Linked DNA regions of Gossypium arboreum: region 1 is linked to region 2. A link is a contact called in public Hi-C data. All regions are on one chromosome and are shown on one strand. Each heading gives the region's core, a stretch centred on a gene start, on an enhancer-like site or on the middle of the called end of the contact. The rest is flanking DNA. Distances are from core to core; before and after follow the strand shown.

Region 1 (3,476 bases), core at 692-3,191, 480 kb before region 2:
TCTTACTGCGAGATTACCAGTCCAGGCTAAATCCCCCGTAGTATTAACTCATAGAGCAATGTCGTGATTACCGGTCTAGGCTAAATCCCTTTCTACAACAATTGCTCTCAGAAGCTCGGGTCTGAATTGCCAGTCCAGGCTGAATTCAGTCCTTAATCGGATTACCTATCCGGGCTAAATCCTTAATGCACCCATGTTCTTCGGGAGGCTCGATCACTCAAGGAACACCCATCTGGGCTAGATCCTTTCTATTTTGAGATTGTCGGATTACCCGTCTGAGCTAAATCCTTTTCTGCAACTAATGCAGGATCTCATGTCATGTAAGTCATAATTTATCCATCGGATTTCCTTTTCTATTTCAACCGGGACATTTATCATTTTTCCTTTACACAAGCATATTCATAATTATCATGCAATGAATATCTAAATTTTCATACATTCAAGAACACACATGTTTAAGTATATTAAGAGTTTACTTCGGGTTATACGAACTTACCTGGTAATGGCTTCAGTTTCGTATTTCAGTTACTCCGAAACCTTTCGTTTTCCACGGTCGACCTTTGGAATTGTTTCCTCAGGGTCTATATCAATAAAATTAGATTATTAATACATCACATTATTCATTTTAGGCCTAAAACTCACCCCTCGAGCAAAATGACCATTTTGCCCCTAACCTTTCACAATATTTACAATTTAGTCCTAAGTCTCGTATAATGAAATTCATGTAATTCCTTGGCTACCCAAGCCTGGCCGAATGCATTATAAGCTCATACTAGCCCACATTTTCCTCTATTTCACATTTCTACCCCACATTTTATGCCTTTTTCATTTAGGTCCCTTTTTGGTGTTTTCATGAAAAATCACCTAGCAAAAGATGTTTACCTAACAACTAACTTTCATAACCCTCCATAAATCATCAAAGAACAACCATCTCATGCATGGGTCAAATTTCTAACATGAACCCTAGCTTGAAATATGGGTAGAAATGGATAAAGCATGTTACGAGGGTTTCAAAAATACGAAGAACATTAAAAACGGGGCTAGGGAACACTTACTATTGAGCTTGAAATGTTGGAAAACCCTAGCTATGGAGACTCCTTCAAAGTCAGCAGTATGGAGAAGAAAATGAGTGAATTTTTGCTTGATTTTCCCTTTTTATTTCATTAATTAACCAAATGACCAAAATGACCTTCCTTACTAACCTTTCCAAATTTTCCATACATGTCCATTTTTGTCCAAAAACTTAGAAATTGGGAAAATTACTCTTTAAGGACCTCTAATTAATATTCCAAAGCAATTTCATACAAATTGCTTCTAGAATCCAAGTTTTGCAATTTATTTAATTTGGTCATTAATTTCCAATTAGACACCTTACACATAGAATTTCTTCATGAAACTTTAACACATGCTTATTTTCACATCCTAGACCTCATAATGATCACAAAATAATTATTCTAATGTCAGATTTATGGTCCCGAAATCACTATTCTGACTAGGCCCTAATTCGAGACGTTACGATATAATTTAGTTATTATTTAAACCTATCCAAGTCACACTCAATAAAAATACCAAAAATCTATTTCTTTTACAAAATAGCAAATATTATTATGATGATATTTTTACTTTTAAAAAAATATTTTCATATAAAATCTAAAAATATACATACATATAATAAGATTTAAACTTAATATCTTAATTTTAACACTTCCTTATTTCAACTAAAGTTTTATTTAGATTTTATACTAAATTTTTATTGTTTTTAAAAACAGAGTGGACCAATCGGTTGTATTGAAACATTGATTCGAGAGAGGTAAAAAATCGATGAATAGATAAGAAGTGATAAATTATGTTAAAAAACAAATTGGACCAACAATTCAACATAATTTTATAATTTTTTAAATATTTTAATAATTTATTTGATTTGGACCGATAAACCCATAAAAGTAATTGGATTAGTAACAGTTGGTTTGAGCAGTCTGCGTCCAAAAGGAAATGGCAAATTTCATAAACATGAAGGTTAAGTTTTTAAAGTCGGTTAAACCCGACCCAGGGCGGGATCCAAAATTTATCTTAATAGCTGGAGGTTGGTCTGCAAATCAAAAACCCTATCCTGTCATGGCAGGAAGTAGTCGAAGCAAAAGAAGATCTTACGACGATTCGGCTTCCGAGTCTGAATCAGGCGAAACCGACAGCGGAGATTCTTCTCCTGACAGAAGATCCCGCAAACGCAGCAAGGATAGAAGCCGTCGCAGTAAAAGCAAAAGCAGCCGCCATAGCCGTAGCCGGAGCCGTCGCGGTCGTGATTCCGAAGAGGATTCCGGTGATGATAGCGATGGAAGCGATCGAGGGCGTAGTAAGAAGAAGAGATCTTCTAGAAACATCACGGAAGAGGAAATTGCTGAGTATATGGCAAAGAAAGCACAAAAGAAGGTTTTTTTTTTGGCTTTCCTTCGATTATTTCGAATATTTTGGATTTCTTTTTTGTGAATTAATAGTTCAATATTTTAATTAGGCAACGCGAGCTGCGAAGAAATTGAAAGCACAAACAGTATCGGGTTATTCAAATGATTCAAATCCTTTTGGCGATTCGAATCTCAACGAGAAGTAAGTTTCTTTTCTCAACTTTTTTCTTTTTCTTATGGATGACTTACTGTTAAAAGATTAGAGTGTTCGAACCTGGAAAATTATAAGAAACTCAAAATTTACAGAGTAATCGTCGCAATTAAAGTTCTTGCTCAATCTTTTATCAGGCACTTATAGATAATATCTTCTGGGATTGAATGCTTCACTAATCCAGTGACTGAATTTGTGTGATAAATAATAATATCTAATACAAATGGGATTGTATGTGGTCTTTAGATTTGTTTGGCGGAAGAAAATCGAGCGTGATGTTGCCCAAGGGGTGCCATTGGACACGTTTTCAGTGAAAGCTGAGAAGAAGAGACAAAAAGAGAGAATGGTGAGGTGGTATAGGTTAAGGTTATTTTTGTGTATTATTAATCATATAATATCTGAATTTGGAATGAAATCCATTGTTTCATGAATGCTTATACAAATTCACATTGCAGGCTGAGATTGAAAAAGTTAAAAAGAGAAGGGAGGAAAGGGCACTTGAGAAAGCACAACATGAGGAAGAAATGGTAAAGTTTGGTTTCTTGAAAAGCATGGTTGTGACCTATTGCAAAATTAAACTTTATCTGGGGCTTCCTTGGTTGATATTAAATGTTTTTTGGTTTATTAATCTCTGTTCCCGCAGGCTTTGCTAGCTAGAGAACGTGCTAGAGCTGAGTTTGACGATTGGGAGAAGAAGGAGGAGGAGGTATGGTGCTGTGTTCTTTTTTTTTTTTTTTTTGTTGATACTTTTTTTTTCTGTTCCCTTATAGTTGGTTAGGATAGTAACATGTGCTATCTACAGTTCCATTTTGATCAAAGCAAAGTCAGATCAGAGATTAGATTGCGTGAAGGCCGTACAAAGC
Region 2 (3,637 bases), core at 23-2,522:
TCAGATGGAAAAATAAAATAAAAAATTAAAAGAATAAACTTTATTGTAAGAATATTTATATATTTAATATTTTTATAATTTATTTTTAAATTAAATAGCTTAAATTATAATTTAGTTTCACTTTGGATAAATTACGCTTTTGCTCATTGTTTTTTTTAAATTATATTAGATAATTTACTTTAAATATAACTTAATTATTATTCATATATTACCATTTATAAGTCTTTTTTAAATTAATCTTATTTTTATTATTTTTATAATAAAAATCTTTTTATTACTATCAATTACTTTTTCATAAATTAATTTATTTATTAGTATAAAATTTTATAATAAAACATTCCAAATTTTTTTATTTATTTTAACAATGACATCTTTATTTGTTATAATTATTTTAATATAATATTTTCAATCTTCGTAATAAAACATATATTTTATATACTAATCATCTGTATTATTAATTTTTTAAAATTAAAATTTTATTTCTTTTAAAATAATTATATTAATAAATCTGATTAATTTATGCGTCACTAAAGGTGTGCATGGGTAGACTCAGACAAAATTTTAGGCCCATTTTTAGGCCCGAGCTTGGCTTCGACTCAAATATGAGCCTAAAATTTGTGCAAGCCCGACTTAAAATAAAATTGTTAAGTCTCGAGCTTGCCCGGTCCGCCCGACCCATATTAATTTTTTACCTTATTTCATTATATAAAAAAATTAAAATATAATAAATCAAATACATTTAAAAATATAAAACAAATATTAAAATAATAAACAAATAAAAAGTGAGACTAAAATAATTTTAAAAACAATACATAAATTGAAAATATAATAAAAAGTGGTTATATTAAAATTGAAAATAAAATGTAAATAATATTAAAATAATATATATATATTTAGTATATAATTCGGGCGGTCGGTAGGGCAAAAAAGTTTTACCCAAAGCCCGGTCCTATTTCTAAACGGGCCTCATTTTTTTGCTCAAACTATATTTCGGGCCTATATTTTTATCCGAATCCTCCTATTTTTCGAGCGGACCTTCGGGCTTGGCCGGATAACTTGACCCATGCATACCTCTATGCATCACACAAATATGCAAACTTATTATATATATTCAAACGGATCACATGATCTAAAATAAAATTAATAGAATTGTGTTGGTTAATTTTAATTTTTTTGTTAAAATAAAAACAAATTCCAACAGCAAATTACTTCAAAGCTGACCTAATAAAAAAAAGTTTAAAGCTTACCTAAAATAAGATGAAGCTAACTCCATATTTGTTTCCACGTAGCCCGTCTCTGGTTTGATGTTTCATTTAGAGGTCACCCGCAGTGAAGCGAAATCTCGTCCCATAAAGTGACAGCCTTTCGTCACCGAAACTACGTGGCGTTAATTTACAGGCTCCGTTTCTTCAACTCTAAAATTGCGCCAAAACGGAAGAGAGTACCCCACTCCAATTTTCTTCTTTCGGCCTATAAAAGGTACAAAATCCCTCCAAAGGGCAAAGCCGCCTCAACGCCTCACAAACACATCACGGTTTTATTACATAAAAGAAAAAGGAAGAAGAAAAAGGAACTGATGGAGGGTCTCCGCCTCGCGCCACCTCAACCGACGCTACTCCACCGCACAGAGACCGTGCTACGTACATCATTCATTGGGCCACACTTTACAAAGAAATGTATCGCCCATCGGATCAGAGTCTCTGTGTCAAAACCGACGGCTGAGGTCTCTTCCCCGACCCTTACTTCTAGCGAAGACACTGTCGCTTCGTCTCCGTCGCAAGGTTTCGTGGTGGCGCCTTCCGAGCGGCCGAGGGTGTCTGCCAATTCCCTGCAATATCCCTCAGGGTACTTAGGTGCGATTCCAGAACGTTCAGTGGACGAAGGAAACGGCGACGTGAAGAATGCGATGGAATGCTTAACGAATATATTGTCGTCCAAAGTTTATGATGTGGCGATAGAGTCGCCGTTACAATTGGCGACTAAGTTGTCTGAACGATTGGGTAATCAAGTTTGGCTCAAGAGAGAAGATTTGCAGCCGGTAAGAAAACTTTCCGTTTTTAAAAAATGGAACCTTTTTGTGCATTATTTAATGATTCCAACGTTCCTTTTTCTTTTAAATTTTGCACTCTTTTTGAAGTTGTAGTTTTTTGTTCTGCATTACATTTATTGAAATGTGATAGACTTCCTTGTCTTTATGGCTTTTGGTTTTTCATTTATAATGATATTTGTTTCTATGATTAATGGTGGTGGTGTCGGGAGATTGGGACATCTTATATTCTATGATTTTGCTTTTACTTATTTAAACCTTAGCGGAGTCTTTATTTCATCTTGGATTAGCGCTTTCTGTTTTTTAATTTATGTGCCCTCAGATACTTAGTGTTATGAGTAAGCATTCACATTTTGTTAGTTGAATTTTAGTTCTATCGTGGAGTGGAGTATGTTAATAACTTGCCAAAATGGAAACACTTTACTTTCTAGTTCATCGTATTTGAAATAGAGACCTGAGTACCTGACTTGTTTTTTTGCAGTTCCTTATTTTCCATATTATGATAAAGTGCTTACTTGTTTGATGTTCGGTATTTTCAGGTATTCTCTTTTAAGCTTCGTGGAGCTTATAATATGATGGCTAAGCTTACGAAGGAGCAGTTAGAAAAAGGGGTTATTTGCTCATCAGCAGGCAATCATGCCCAAGGGGTTGCATTGGCTGCCAAGAAGCTTGGTTGCAATGCTGTTATCGCTATGCCTGTCACAACTCCTGAAATTAAGGTATTTCTTTGTGAAATTTCTCGTATCAAATGTGCCGTCTGTAGGATTTTTTAATTTGAATGGTGGGTTTCTTTTTTTGCAGTGGCAATCTGTTGAGAGGTTGGGTGCAACTGTTGTTCTCGTTGGAGATTCTTATGATGAGGCACAAGCATATGCTAAAAAGCGGGCTAAAGAGGGAAGTCGTACCTTTATACCCCCTTTTGATCATCCAGACGTTATCATGGGACAAGGTACTGTTGGAATGGAGATTGTGCGCCAAATGCAAGGCCCATTGCATGCAATCTTTGTTCCTGTTGGTGGTGGTGGGCTCATAGCTGGCATTGCTGCTTATGTAAAGAGGGTTTCCCCAGAGGTATTTGGTTTCTTATTGTAAACATTACTATTGCATAATGTTGCGTGGGAGCTTGGAGTTCTTTCATTCTTTGTAGATGACAAGCGCTTGCCACTTCATATATTCAGTTTCCTTCCTTTTTTATTACTCTCGAGCCTTGAATCATCATATATATTTCAAGACTTGAAATTTCATTTGGTTTTTGTTAAAGGTGGGAATTTATTTTGTTGCTAATTGCTAGATAACTTGATCTGACCTTGGCAATTATGTTGACATATCATAATAGGCGTCCCTGGTCAGATGCTTAAGATCTTCATGGAAGCTGACTTAGGAAAGTTTTCAATTGACTGTTACGTATTGATGACAATTTCACCTTACAGACATAGATGAATTAGAATAGTTTAAGACTTAGAAGCATGCCTCATTTTCCAGTCTTTAGAAATTAATAGGTGAGCAAGCTTTTCTAACGCTACTTTATACTTTTTGCATTGCCTAATTTTAATTTGATACATAGCGCCTTTGATTAATTAATTATATTCA

What was found. Hi-C and Micro-C count contacts between places; a contact is called where the count stands out from the background.
Region 1: a contact with region 2 is called in a Hi-C map of leaf, with 2.7 times the contacts expected there. The contact joins the promoter of LOC108455652 here to the promoter of LOC108460718 in region 2. A contact is called at or near these places in 2 of 5 Hi-C or Micro-C datasets (both in leaf).

What each region holds. Positions count from the first base shown.
Region 1 is chr4:93,997,415-94,000,890 of ASM2569848v2, reverse strand. It overlaps LOC108455652 (cactin), which reads left to right and starts at 1,941. Exons shown (of 14, transcript XR_008281847.1): 1 at 1,941-2,430; 2 at 2,513-2,604; 3 at 2,860-2,959; 4 at 3,069-3,140; 5 at 3,257-3,319; 6 at 3,416-3,476.
Region 2 is chr4:93,520,156-93,523,792 of ASM2569848v2, reverse strand. It overlaps LOC108460718 (threonine dehydratase biosynthetic, chloroplastic-like), which reads left to right and starts at 1,272. Exons shown (of 9, transcript XM_017760324.2): 1 at 1,272-2,038; 2 at 2,587-2,766; 3 at 2,849-3,118. The coding sequence starts at 1,577.